2 separate regions of the Muntiacus reevesi genome follow, and region 1 is linked to region 2. A link is a contact called in public Hi-C data. All regions are on one chromosome and are shown on one strand. Each heading gives the region's core, a stretch centred on a gene start, on an enhancer-like site or on the middle of the called end of the contact. The rest is flanking DNA. Distances are from core to core; before and after follow the strand shown. Region 1 holds the start of FRS2 (fibroblast growth factor receptor substrate 2). Region 2 holds the start of RAB3IP (RAB3A interacting protein).

Evidence for each region. Hi-C and Micro-C count contacts between places; a contact is called where the count stands out from the background.
Region 1: a Hi-C map of blood shows a contact between it and region 2, with 2.5 times the contacts expected there. The contact joins the promoter of FRS2 here to the promoter of RAB3IP in region 2. A contact is called at or near these places in 2 of 3 Hi-C or Micro-C datasets (blood and muscle).

What each region holds. Positions count from the first base shown.
Region 1 is chr4:159,001,224-159,008,579 of mMunRee1.1, forward strand. It overlaps FRS2 (fibroblast growth factor receptor substrate 2), which reads right to left and starts at 2,208. Exons shown (of 10, transcript XR_010663070.1): 1 at 2,068-2,208. It also overlaps the pseudogene LOC136167577.
Region 2 is chr4:158,734,880-158,741,394 of mMunRee1.1, forward strand. It overlaps RAB3IP (RAB3A interacting protein), which reads right to left and starts at 4,850. Exons shown (of 10, transcript XM_065934645.1): 1 at 4,643-4,850.

The sequences.
Region 1 (7,356 bases), core at 958-3,457, 260 kb after region 2:
AAGACCCAAGACTTAACCTTTGCATCCTCTAATGCCTAGCAGTGCCTTTCATGAAGCACAAGGCAGTCACTTCCAATTAGAAAAAAAATTTAATACGCCTAAATATTTAATATGCTCTTCATGACTTCTGACACACCTTAGAAAATTACTGCCAAAACATGAAGCTTAGTTGTTATGGCTGTATCTTTTCTGGCTCCTACATGGTTGCCTAACAAAGTTTGATGCCTAACACGGCAAGTCTGTTGAACTGACTTGAATAATATAATTTCCAATGCAAACGTTCAGTATCTGCTGAATTAACGTGAACATAATTAAATTTACTTTGGGATCTGATTTTTCCTTTTTCTATTCTTACAACTCTTGAAATCTTTCCCTTCAAAACAGTGTCACAACTTCAGTATGAATTCATAACTTTATCTAACCTGACTCCTTTTCCAGATTCTCTCAATTTCAATATCCCAAGCATTTCAAATAGCTAAGAATCTACAGTTTCCATCTAAATCTAAAAGTTGGGCAACTAGTCTTCACGCCACAATCTTTTGCAGGGGCTTTAAAAATCCTCCACCCTTTACCTGTAGAAGATCAACAGTGGTGAAATAAATTTTCTTGTACATAAGACAGCTCCCTGAATAATCACTTCAGTCTATTTTCCCTAATTCATGAGATCACTCCCTTCCGGTGGTGGAAGGAGAAGGAGATAAGTACTCCCAAAAAACTAGAGCATAAGTCCTAAAACAAGCACAAGATGAGAAGTACAGGGAAGTGTCACTGGTTTCACAAAGGTGGTGTGCATATACTTTACACTGCAAAAGTAATGGTTATTTGCTGGCAGTCAAAATCAACAGTAACTGCATTCCTTTATGATCATAATTTTAAAATCACTATTAAATGTGGGAAATCCTATTTCCTACAAACCTTTCAGGAGTAGTTTATTACCTAAAACCTGTTCGCTAAAAACAACTACCTACATCACTTTCTCCTCTACGAAAGACTCAATTTTTCTGAAGTAAACACCTAATACAATAAAACAGCAAAAAACACAACAGCAAAAACACCTCTGGCCACCTGTGTGAACCTCTGCACTGCAGCAACAGCTGTAACAGTCTAAGGAATCTCCTTGGAGTTACAGAGCACAATTTTTCTTTAAAAGTTAAGAAAAATGACAATTCCAAACATGAAGGTAAACAAACTTGCAGAAAGGGAGGGTGTAATAATTCTCCAACCCTACGCGGTCAATTCTTACAACAACCGCAGACTGAACTCACCAAACCACTGTGACTTCAGATAGCCACAGAAATTAGGAGTGCAGATTAGAGAGCAGCAGCATCTCCTAACGTCGGGGGAGAAAATAAGGGAACTTACCTCAACTCCTGATTTTTCTCAAGCAAGTTTGTTGTTTTAAGAAGTGACTTCAACAACAGCGTGAGTAAGCTTTCCAGTGAGTAAAGATCATGGGAGGCACGCTGGTGCCACACTGCCCTACATCTCCAACACCGGTCCCAAGCGCAGTCCAACCCGATCCTGAGCAACCCCTACACCAGTCTAGACCGAAAGCCTTGCAGTAGATCTCTGGCGTCTACACACGCATCGCCCCGCCCTGGGACCGAAGAGACGACACTCCAGAGACCCCAGCTAATTACTGAGCCCGACGACAGACCTAGAGGTCGCCGAAGTCGGGAACTACAGTCCACGACTGAGTCTGACGTCCAGATTCCCAGCCCCGGGTCGGACACAGAAAAACCAAATCGCAGAGACAGCGCGAGGATACAGGGGAGCAGAAATGAGGGGGCTGGATGGACGGAGGCCCAGCCCATTCTTAACTCTCCCAACAGCAACAACAGCTCCGGGAACCCACTCCCTGGCTCCGCCCCGCCCACCCCACGGCCCCCACCGCCAGCTCCTTCCAGTCCCCCCGGCTCGGCGAAAACCGCGGCGGTCGACAACCCCCTTTCTCGAACCCCGACAGCACAGCCCGCAGCCTGGAGCCCAGAGCGGGTAGCGGGGGCCCGAGAGCGCCAGCCCCGACGCGGCCCGCGGCCGTCGCAGTTCACTCCCCCGGCCACTCACCGTCGGCCCGGGAGGTGAGAGGGGCCAGGGCGCGGGTCGACCGGCGCTAAACCCCGGGCTCCCACACGGGCGGGAGCCCCTCCTCGGAGCCGACCAAGCCTCAGCGTCTGTGCCTACAAGGCCTCTCTACGGCCCGAACCCTAGAAAAGCACTTCCGGGGGAGCGGGGGAGGGAAAGGTTTTGGCACCGGAACTGCTCGCGGGCTGGAGCTGCCAGGGCCTCCCAAGCGGGGCGGGGCGGGGCCTCTGCCGCCGGCGCCCGCAAAGCCGCCCCGGGCTCCTGGCTAACCCTTTCTGCCCCGCGGCTCCGCCTTTCCCCAAAGTCCGGGTGAAGCGTTTACAGCTCTTCGACGAGTTCTACTCAGGCCACCTGATTTTACAGAGGAGAAAACTGAGGCTCAGAAGATTTAGCTGCCAGGGTCCAGCGCCTTCACCCGCCTTCCGACTCTCTCCAGTATTCTTACCACCCCAGTTTGCCTCCTTTAAAAATAATAATAGTTAACATTTATTGACCGCCTACTGCGTGATAGACACTGTATTAAGCGTTTTGGCGCTTAGTTCAGTTAATCGTCCTCAAATCCCTTGAGGTTGGTGCTACCCTTTACTTCTGGCAGAGGAGGAAACCGATCAAAAGAGACCAAACCCGATACCGCAAACATTAGTTCTTGATTTTATTTTAACTCATGTTGTGTGTGTAAATTTCACCCATCCCTGACACGAGTTTTAAGTTCTTTGAGGACAGGAATCAAATTATATTCCTTTATTCCATCACTTGAGGCCAAGAACTGGAAAACTGGAAGCTTACTGCCTGGGCCCTGTTATTTTATACTTTTATTTTTTCACCCTGGGCAAGTTACTTTACCTCTCTAGGCTTGTTTTTCCTCCTTTGTGATAAGTTTAATGTAGTTGCTGTGTATGTGTGTTTGCATGTGCACACACGCACACATATATAATCATCTCTGGATTGTTAGAGGAATTCAGAATGAAAATGCTGTGTGCTAAGTTGCTTCAGTAGTGTTCGACTCTGCAACGCTATGGACGGTAGCCCACCAGCCTCCTCTGTCCATGGCATTCTTCAGGCGAATACTGGAGTGGGTTGCCATGCCCTCTTCTAGAGGATAAGACCCGGTTGCCGACCCGGGGATGGAACCGGAGTCTCCTGCATTGGCAGCCAGATTCTTTACCTCTAGCACCACCTGGTCTGGGTAAAAATCAACCATTTTCATACCTTGTCACTAATAAGAACAATTTTTCCTCCAGTGGAATCACTCTAGAAGGAGGTAATTTGGAAAACTACAGATTACTAATAGGTGATTGAAAAGGTTAGTGAAGGAAATAAGGAAATAAAATAGTAGAGGGCTTCCCAAGAGGACCAGTGGTAAAGAATCCACCTGCAATGCCAGAGACATGGGTTTAATCCCTGGGTCAGGAGGATCTCCTGGAGAAGGAAATGGCAACCCACTTCAGTATTCTTTCGGGGCAAATCCCATGGGCAGAGGAGCCCGGCAGGCTGCAGTCCACAGGGTCGCGGAAGACTAAACAACAGAGGTTTTTGCAATGGGAAAAATGAAGGTAGGTGAGCCACACAATGTCCTGGGGCCAGCCTGGCTACTTGTGACACTGTGAGCTGAGACAGTTCGAGGACCTAGAGTCAGAGGACAGGCAGGGAAAGGAGGCGGCAAAAAGGATTCCTTAACCACAAAATCAGAAAGGCACCAAACATCTGAGGTAGTTTCTGTATTTGAGGCTAGATTCTGGGTCAGGGGCTGGCAGGGAGCGCTTAGCATGCATACTATCTGCCAAACAAATTTACAAGCATCTCTTAAAACTGTAGGGGAGGAAGAGGAAGATTTTTTAAATTTTCTACTACGAAAGTCAGGGGAAATGAAAATAGTTCACAACCTGTTATTACGAATTGAAAGATGCAAACAATGCCTTTGCTTTGGGCTTTTTTCTTTTTTTAACAGTGCTGCCTTGTTTTATTTCTGTGATCACAGAAATGTTTGTAAATACTTCTCTAATGGCCAAATTTATCAGCCTTTCGTGCCTTGGAGTGCGAAGAAGTAAAAAACGGAGCCTGGGCTGGCAGGACTCGCTACTTTCCACCGAGGGCTTAGAGGGATAGCGAGAGGAACCCTGAATCGCAAACATTGTCAGGCTCCCTGCTGGATTCAGTGGCACCGCAGGTTTGTCATTGAATCTGGTCATCTAACTAGTAAACGGTGCAACCAGGATTTGAATGTGAGTCTTTCTCCTCAGCTGCTTTTCACCACTATGCCAGAGGTTCTAGGTCTTGGAATGCCTCGGAATCACCGAAAGGTCTTGTCAAAACACAGAGGGCTGGATCTCACCCCCAGAATTTCACTTAACTAGTGAAATGCTAGTGCTTCTCTCAAGTGTAGTCCCTGGACTACTATCATCAACATCATCTTTGAACTTGTTACAAATGCAAATTATTAGGCCCCACTCCAGACCTTATAACTGGTGTGGGGCCCAGCCATCTGTGTCCTGACAGGCCTTCTCAGTGGTTCTGATACATCCTCAAGCTTTAGAACCTCTGAACTCTACTATCTTGTCTTCCACAAATCCCCACCCCCACCTTTTTTTTCTAATTATCCCCAACAGAAATAACTCTACTGAAGCAAAAGTTCTTCCCAGTAAATTAAGTGATTTATTTATTTATGTTTTGCTTTCAGTTGGAGAGGAGACTAGAAAAAAAAAGTAATAGGATTCTTTTTTGATTACTGTCAATTTGTACTGAAATTTAACCAGATACTACTGGGTTGGAGGTGGAACTAATCTCATTTGCGAACTACTCTGTGCAAGGGTTTAACCTGCATTTTTGAAATTGATCTTCACTTCCCTACTATGAGGTTTGATGGCCTTAATTGTACAGAAGAGAAAAACTGAGGCTTAGATGAAGTAATTGACTTAAAGGCCACATTCTTATTAAGGGACAGAAATCAGGGTTGTTCAAACAAAGATCCCTCTAATTCCAAAACTCATGATCTCTCCACTTCGTGGCAGGAGCTTGTGGAACCAAATTCCACTGTGGGCTTCACCAGCCCAACTATACAACATTGAGTAAGCGATTTAATCTCTATTTCAATTTCTCCATCTCTAAATAATGTTATCATAAATCTGCCCCTCCCACACTGGAATGTTAGAACAAATGAGGAAATAAAAGCATAAGTTCTTTGAACTTTTTTGAAGAAAAGCAATAAAAAGGCAAGTTATCATAGTCCTCATATGTTTAGCCAAGTGTTGCTATGTCAGCCTAAGCATTGACTCTTTCCTGGTTCTCTCCGGATTCATACATAAGAGGTTCAAAGATTGTAGCTGATGCCACAGAAAATGCATTTGACTTCATTTATCAGTATCTACTGGAGGTTAAAGAGGATAACAAAGGATCTCTTAAAAATCTCTCTTAAAAATTACAAGAAATCTCTCGCCAGGTTCATAGGCTCCAGGTTGTTGTCACATTGCTGGCCCATCCTCATCCTAGAGATCTTTTCTCCAAACCCTTTTCTTCTCCCCATTACAAGCATCCCTCCACCCTCCTGCCTCCACCCCCTAGGCAAAGACTTAAAATTCCTCCCACTTTATTATGTAGAAGGATTTAGCTCTCAATCCTCCTCTCAGACCAGACTCTAGGCCTATCTTTGTTGACAGAGTCGCCAACTTGCACAATTCCAGGAGGTACCATTCACAAAGAATACAACCTAAATGGTGCTCAAGGGGGTGCCAATTGCACAGGGCACAATAGGAATGGTCCCCCTGGAACTGTGCAAGGCTGTCACCCTGTCTATGCATAGCCCCCACCCCAAAAATCCATTAAGGTGTTTTGTTAAACAAAAGAGCCATCTACTTGGGTGTCCACCAGTTTGCCAACTTTTGAAATAATGGGGTTCTTTGTGGTTTTTGTTTGTTTGTTTTAACGTACGCCTGATCAAATACTTAAATCACCAGGCTTAAGTCCTGGGTTCCACATTCTGCTATGCCATTTTTCACTCTCTTCTCTGACGTTATTGCCGATCGCTCCACTAAACTGTGAGTTTCATGAAGGCTTTGTCATATTTCGTCTGTACCTTCTTGGCACAAGTGCTTTAAAAACCGGTTTGAATAACAGCACAGCGTACTCATATCTATCATATCTATGTACTAGTATATTTGGCAGAGATTTGACAAATGGCCTCAACTGTGTTGTTTGACCCACAGAGTTCTGTAACAAGAAATAAATTGAGTCAAAAATCTTAAATTGAGTAATGTCATGTAAAATAACAATCCCAATTTCTGGTGTCTCTTGAAAATTTGGACACTATGGCAAACTGGGCATGCATCCCACAAGGTGTCAATGCCTTTAGCTCATGTGCAGCTCTTTATTCAGTAGTACAATGAATTGGCTTCTCTCACACATGAAATCTTCATGGCACACACTTAGGTTGGGGCCATGGTGTGTGGAATCATATGGGAATCGTAGAGAAACAAAAATAGAATGCTGCCTTATATAATATGTATTTTGAGGTAATTTTAAATTGTTTTTCTGGGGTAGAAAATTGTGGGGTACCATGCTGTACCATTTCTAAACTAGCCAAGCAAGTGCAGGCATCAGATTATAAATACAATTACCACCAACATTTTACAGGCATTGTAGCTGATGTTATTTGTCAAGTGCCTTGGAAACAGAAATGACAAATAATAACAAATACTTGAATAAACTTCGTGATAAATTAACTTTATGGATTGTGATTTTTTTTTCCCTAGATGAAGAAACAAAAGCACAGCTAGTTCAGGTAACAAGCAAGTAATGGGGCCACGATTAGAACCCAGGCAGCCTATCTCTGGAGACATGGTCTTAACCACTGAATTAATATTTATTGAGCCTTTCCCATGTGCTATGGCCATGACTGCCTCCCAACTGAAAGAGACTACTAGATTTATAGAAGAGTCCATGCATCTCTTCCAGGCCTTTTATAGGGTACTATATTAAACCCACACAGATCCTTCTCATCTCTCTCCTCCTTCTATCCCAAGTCATACTGACACGTTTATAATCTTCAGTTTTGAAGTGTACAAACTGCAGATGTCCAGGATTTCCTTTAATTCCAATATAATTCTTGCACAGTTTGTTTTTATTGCAAATTGTCATAAAGAGTCCTATACATGTGGTGAAAAATAGGCATCTTTTAAAGACAATGGAAGCAATTTGAAGCGATATAATATTGACACTGGAAACCAGTATCTGTAGTCAAATTATGCTTGTGTAGAGAAATGGGAGATAGCAAGGTTG
Region 2 (6,515 bases), core at 3,600-6,099:
AAGCTACTCTCATATTCTTGCAAGGAGTTTCCTTCCACTAGACTGTCAAGTCATCAACTTTACTACGCAGAAGTGAAGTAAGTAAAGTCTCTCAGTCATGTCCGACTCTTTGCGACCCCATGGACTGTAGCCTACCAGGCTCCTCCCATGGGATTTTCCAGGCAAGAGTACTGGAGTGAGTTGCCATTTCCTTCTCCAGAGGATCTTCCCCACCTGGGGATCGAACCCGGGTCTCCCACATTGTAGGCAGACGCTTTACTATCTGAGCCAGCAGGCTTCCATTATGCTTATGTTTACAACAGTTGCCAACTATAAGCCACAAACCTCTCACTGAATATTCAATACTGAATATTGAACTATTTCAATAATTTCCATTCTTTTTCCTCTGATTTAAGTAATCTTAGCTTATGGTTAAAGCTATTTAATTTTGTGCTGCTGATATCCTAAGATAAATCAAGATTACTTTTTCACTTTTTTCTATATACAACTGAAGCTTATGAAACTACCTCACTTAGGTTTTTGCCTGGAGAATACCAGGGACGGGGGAGCCTGGTGGGCTGCCGTCTATGGGATCGCACAGAGCTGGACATGACTGAAGCGACTTAGCAACAGAAGCAGCTGTTTAGCTTTAAGCATTTAGCTTTAAGTTGGAAGGGAAAGCAGAAAGGAAACACAGAGATGGCAAATTAATGCTACCTAACCTCTCCTTCCCTTAGTCCCCTCAATCCCTACTCTGAAAACTCACTTCCATTTCTACTGCTAGACCGATTTCAACATATTTTAACATTTTTTTCACTAACCATCCATCACCAAACAGCACAGTACCTACTAGGCTCCAGGCCCAATACTAAAGCTATATGGTGGGGTAAGATGCATTTAAGCCCTGCCCTTAAAGCATGTGTTCACCAGAAGGCAGCTCACTGTCAACAAACATTTACAAATACGATGTAAATGTCAAAATGATACCAAAATGGAGGCATGTACTCCGTGCTTTGGAAATATATATTAAAAAAAAAAAATAAGTACTATGTGGCAAAGGTAAGGACAGCAGGACAGAAAAAGAGAAACTGTTAATAGCTAGAAGTGAAGTGAAATTCACTCAGTTGACTCCGACTCTTTCAAACCCCATGGACCATACAGTCCACGGAATTCTCCAGGCCAGAATACTGGAGTGGGTAGCCTTTCCCTCCAGGGGATCTTCCCGACCCAGGGATCAAACCAGAGTCTGCTGCACTGCAGGCAGATTCTTTACCAACTGAGCTATCAGGGAGAGCTAGAAAGGAGTCTTTACATTTCTTCAGACATTTTCTTTTTAGGATACCAGATGTATTTAAGTAATTTAGCACCAATTTACCACCCTTCATTGAACTACATCTTGACTCGCACTCTACAGGGCAGAGGCTTGGTGTGAAAGGATGTACTCCCTCAGATTACCCTCAAAGCTTTCCCTCAACACACAAGTATCACCACCAACTCCTAGTTCTTCTTTTTTCCCTACCCTCCAACTACTTAAGCACTTTGTCTTACCTGACACTCATTAAAATTACAGCACCATATGTATGTGAAGGTACCTTCTAAATTTTGATAAACTTACAAAAAGATATGGCAATGATTACATGGTCTACCTTCCAGACATCTTCTAAAGTCTTTCCTTTAACCCCCACCGTGACTAGAAGAGTAGATACTCAATGAAATGTCTGATTTATAAATCTCTGGTGATACATTAAGAATTACTTATTACACCAATATTTAAGTATCTCATAAAAGCTAAATTAAAACCAATTCTTCAGCATTATAATCTGCACAGGAAGAAGTAGTAGAGAGGTTAAGAGCATGGACATCAAAGAAAAACTGCCCAACTTCTAGTCTAGTCCCCTCATTAATTAGCTTTGTGACCTTAAGCAAGCTTCATAACCTCTCAGGGCCTCAATCTTCTCAACTATTAAATGGATAAAGTATTACCTAACTCCCAGGTCAATGTGAGAGTAAATGAGTTGGCATAATGCTTAGACCAGAACCTGATACACCCTAAGGGCTAGACTCTTTAGTGGTAGCAGCAGTGCTCGTATCACATCATCAGAAAACCTGTTTATTTTTTAACCAGTCTTCTTAGTCACAAAGCTCTTTTACAGAAGGTGTTTTTCAGGAGCGGAAAGAGCAAGGCTGGTAGGATTTCCATTTCGGGGAGTCACACAGTGTTTAATACCGGCTCTGCCATTAGTCAGCTATAGGTCTACAGACAACTAGGTAACTAGAGGCAAGTTATTCACCTCTCTGACCCTCATGATCTGTAAAATGTAATAACACCACCTATACGCCAGGAATGTCTCAAGGACTAGAGAGTCAAGGTGCTTGAAGCAACAAGCACAGTGCAAGGCACACTCTTGAGCTGTATCTGTTCCCCTCCTCCACCCCCTCCACGGAGTATCTCATCTAATTCTCATCCCACCATTATGAAACTCATGTGAGATTGAGACATGTCAAAAACAGCTGAATACTGGCAAACCCCAAACCGTCCAACCTAATGCTACCCCCATTTGCAAATGGAGAAAATAAGCTCAGAGGTTAAATGATTTACTCAAGGTCATATGCACGGTTTAACGATGGAGCTAAAACTTAAAAAAGATAATTTTTTATTAAAATTGGTTCAGTGAGTCCTGCTCAGAAAGGGGGGGGGGGGAGGGTATACTAATTACAATAATAGGTGTAAAACTACTGTAACCTGCAAGTTTTTGTTCTGCCATATCAAATCCCAAGATGATGATGTAGATTTCTAAGAATCTGTCAATCTTAAAAACTATTTGCAGTGGACTGCTCTGCTGGTCCAATGGTTACAATTCCACACTTCCACAGCAGGGGGCAAGGGTTCATCCCAGGTCAGGGAAGTTCAACAGACTGCACTGCACAGCAACACACACACACAGTGTCTACGTGTGCTGTAGAAGTTGAGGGTTTAGTGAAAATTAGAGGAAACTAATATTAAAGAAAGCATTAACTACACCAATTCAAAACCTACAACTGGATCTAGTTAGAAACTCCACTAATTAGAAAATTCACAAAGCAGCTGAACATCAAATATTCATCCTGGTGAAAAGTTAGCAGTATTCAATACCACCGATGAGTTGTTTGCCAAATATACCAGAAGAGTTGCAGTCTATGTACGCCCTTTGGTTCTCGAAATAGTGGAAATAGGAAAAAAAAGAAAAGAAAAGGTTTTTTTTTTTTTCTAATAGTAAGAAATATACTATTGTAGTAACATTATATAACCACTAAGTGTATTTCTACATATTCCACAAGGATAGGATTCTATCACACAAACCATATTTGGGGTACGTACCTGTCCAAATATGAAAGCTCCTATAAAAACGCACCACACTAGTAAATAAAACAGCAAGCGTTAACACAACAAGGCCCCATCTAAGTGGTGAAATCTTTCAACAGTATCAAATATTTACTCTGACTGGTTACAAATCTATTTGACTGTTTTCTCCACTCTGCCTCCTTTCTCCTTGATATATCATTTACCATTTTTCCCCTTAAAATGGCATGAACAACAAAATAAGGATAATGAACAGAAACCGGGTCTTGCAACAGATTTACAATACAACAGTTTTGTTCTAATCCTCTTACTGGCCTCTGCTGCAATTATGTAATCATTTCAGTGCAAAAGCTTACAAGGAAGGCTCTTTCCCGACCCTGAAATAAAGCTGGAGGGGGAAACAGAAGTGGGGAACAGGTAGCCTCGGAATTTGCTACATTTCCGTGAAACTAAACTGTCTGCATCTTCCGAATCACCATTACCTGAGCGCTCTTAATTTTCAAGACTTTACCCTTTAGCCATTATAGACTTTTTCTTTTTAATCCCATAACAACTGGCAACTCTTCACGTGCTGCAGATTCCATCTTACACCATCACTTCCCGAGTCCATTAAACTCTTTTCCCTGGGCGATCGGAGCGAGCTATCCACGCTGGAAGGGTAGTGTAATTACAATTATGTCTAAACAGCTCGCCTCAACTCCCCGAAACAAAAGTCAGGCTGAACTGAGCTGTCTCCTAAGGCGCCGGTTCTTGACCACCAGGTTTCGCCGAAACCTCCCAAGGGTGACCTCTACGCCTTGGCGCCGTGCCCGGCTCGCCGCCTCCTAAGACCCTCGGGCCATGCCTACTGCCTCGCCCGGTCCAGCTCCCGCGCGGCGCCGGCCTCCACACTTGTTCGCGAAGTCTCTTTACACCCTGCTCCGCAAGCCCGGGCCCTCAGCTCCGGCCGCGCGCGCCCCCCCGACAGGTAACCTGGCTCTGGCTCCACGCCTCGGGCGCTCAGGACCGCGCAGTTAATGAGTAACGCGCCCGAGGGACGGGGGAGGAGCCGCCGCCGCCCGACGCCCACCAGCGGCCCCAAGGGGCGCCCACATGCCCCAAGGCGCCGAGCCTCCGCCACCGCCTCCGCCGGAGTCCGCGAGCCCCGGCGGGGGAGCGCGCTCGCCGGGGCCAGGACAGCCGGGCCGGGTCCCCGCGCGCCGCGCCCTCACCTGCACCTGCTGCGGCCGCCCCTCCAGGCCGGCTCGCGGGAGGCGGGCGCGCGAGCACTGAGGGGGGCGGTGTTCCGCGTCCCGGGCCTCTCCCTCCCGCCGCCGCGCTCACCTGACTAACCTACCACCGCCGCGGCCCGCGCTCAGGGGCGCTCGCAGAGCCGCACACAGCGCACGCCGAAGCACTCTGAGGCGGAGGAGGACGTCTGGCCGACGCCGCTACACTCTACCGCGGCGGGTGCCCGGCTGGAGGAGCCGCCGAGGGAGCGCGGGACTGCGCCTGCGCCGGGAGCCGGGCCGGAGCCCGGAGCCGAGCGGCCCCGCGGAGGGAAGGCGGGGCTAGAGGCGGGGAGGGGGCGGGGCTAGAGGCGGGGAGGGGGCGGGGCGGGCGTGGGGCCGGAGGGGGCGGGGCGGGCGTGGGGCCGGAGGGGGCGGGGCGGGCGTGGGGCCGGAGGGGGCGGGGCGGGCGTGGGGCCGGAGGGGGCGGGGCGGGCGTGGGGCCGGAGGGGCCGACGCGCTCCCGCGCCCCCTGGCGCCAGGCGGGGCCTTCGCAGGTGTTGGGCGCGGGCCCCAGGTGCCTTCGCGGGCGGTTTCCTTGGGAACCAGGGCGAACTGGCGCTGAACCTTGTTGCCCTGGGCTTGACAGACGGTCTCCGGTTCACTTCGAGTTTGCTGGTCTCTCCAGGAGTCGGAAGAGGAACCTTCGATGTGAGTTGAGGACCACTATATCCAACCTGAGACTCGGCGCGCATATGTACCTTACAACGTGTGTCTGTGTGTGTGTGCGCGTGCGTGAGTCTCTGGGGGCATGGATGGGAGGAAGGGGAGTCTGATAGAACCTAGATCCTAGCATTCCAGCAACTGTTAGAGCATTCGAGAATGTCGTGTCTCTACCTACCTTCTCTCATCTTTCGTGTCAACTTTTATCAAGCTTCCACCCCACTTTAGGTCCTCCAGAAAGGAAACATGAAACTACAAACCATGTTTCCGAAAATCTGATAAAAAAGAGGCAGTCACATCAAATATGCGTCTCTATGTTTAGTCAAAGAGATACAGGCAGTTTATGCAATATGTATATTGAGTAGGACCCCCATGCTGTATATTGATGCCATCCTTGAGCGGCAATAAAGAAGAGTAGGTTACGTGTATGGCTATAGGAATCAGGATTCCTGGCTTTGAGGTTGGCACCTACTAGCTGTTGTCAGTGACCTTGAGCTAGTTGATCTCTAATAGCCCCAGTAAATGGGGATAATAAGACCCACTTCAATAAGTCGTTAAGAAATTAAATGGTTTAATGTATGTAAAATACTTAGTGTACTTCATGACACAGTGCCTAATGAATATTGTGTATTTGTCTAAGTAGCTAAGTCGTGTCAGATTCTTGAGACTCCATAGACTGTAGCCTGCCAGGCTTCTCTGTTCATGGGATTTTCCAGGCAAGAATACTGGAGTGGGTTGCCATTTCCTTCTCCAGGGCATCTTCCTGACCCAGGGATTGAACCAGGGTCTCCTGCATTGCAGGCGGATTCTTTACCAACTGAGCTAGAAGGGTGTGTAATGAATATTATCTATTAATAACATTATTACTGTTATCATCCACCTATAATAAAAACAAACCTAGAAACTCACTATTTACTCTTTTGTACTCCATCTCCAATATATCGAGTCTTACCTATTCTAATTCAGAAACAGTTCTTAAATCTACCCCATCCCTTGTTTACTGGGACTAGACATGATCTCCCTGATGAGGGAGGTTGGTTCTCCCTGAGTCCCCTTCTCTCCCTTTCACCATGTCATTCATTTATCAAATGTTTATTGTGTTCAATCTGTGTACCTACTGCTCGACTTGGGAAGAGAGAAACCATTCCACACAATCTCCATCATCCAAGGACTCAAACATAGTGAAGAAAACAAACATGTCAATAATAACTAAGTGAAATAAATAACTGCAACAGAAAGTAGTCTTTCCATGAAAATGCATTATT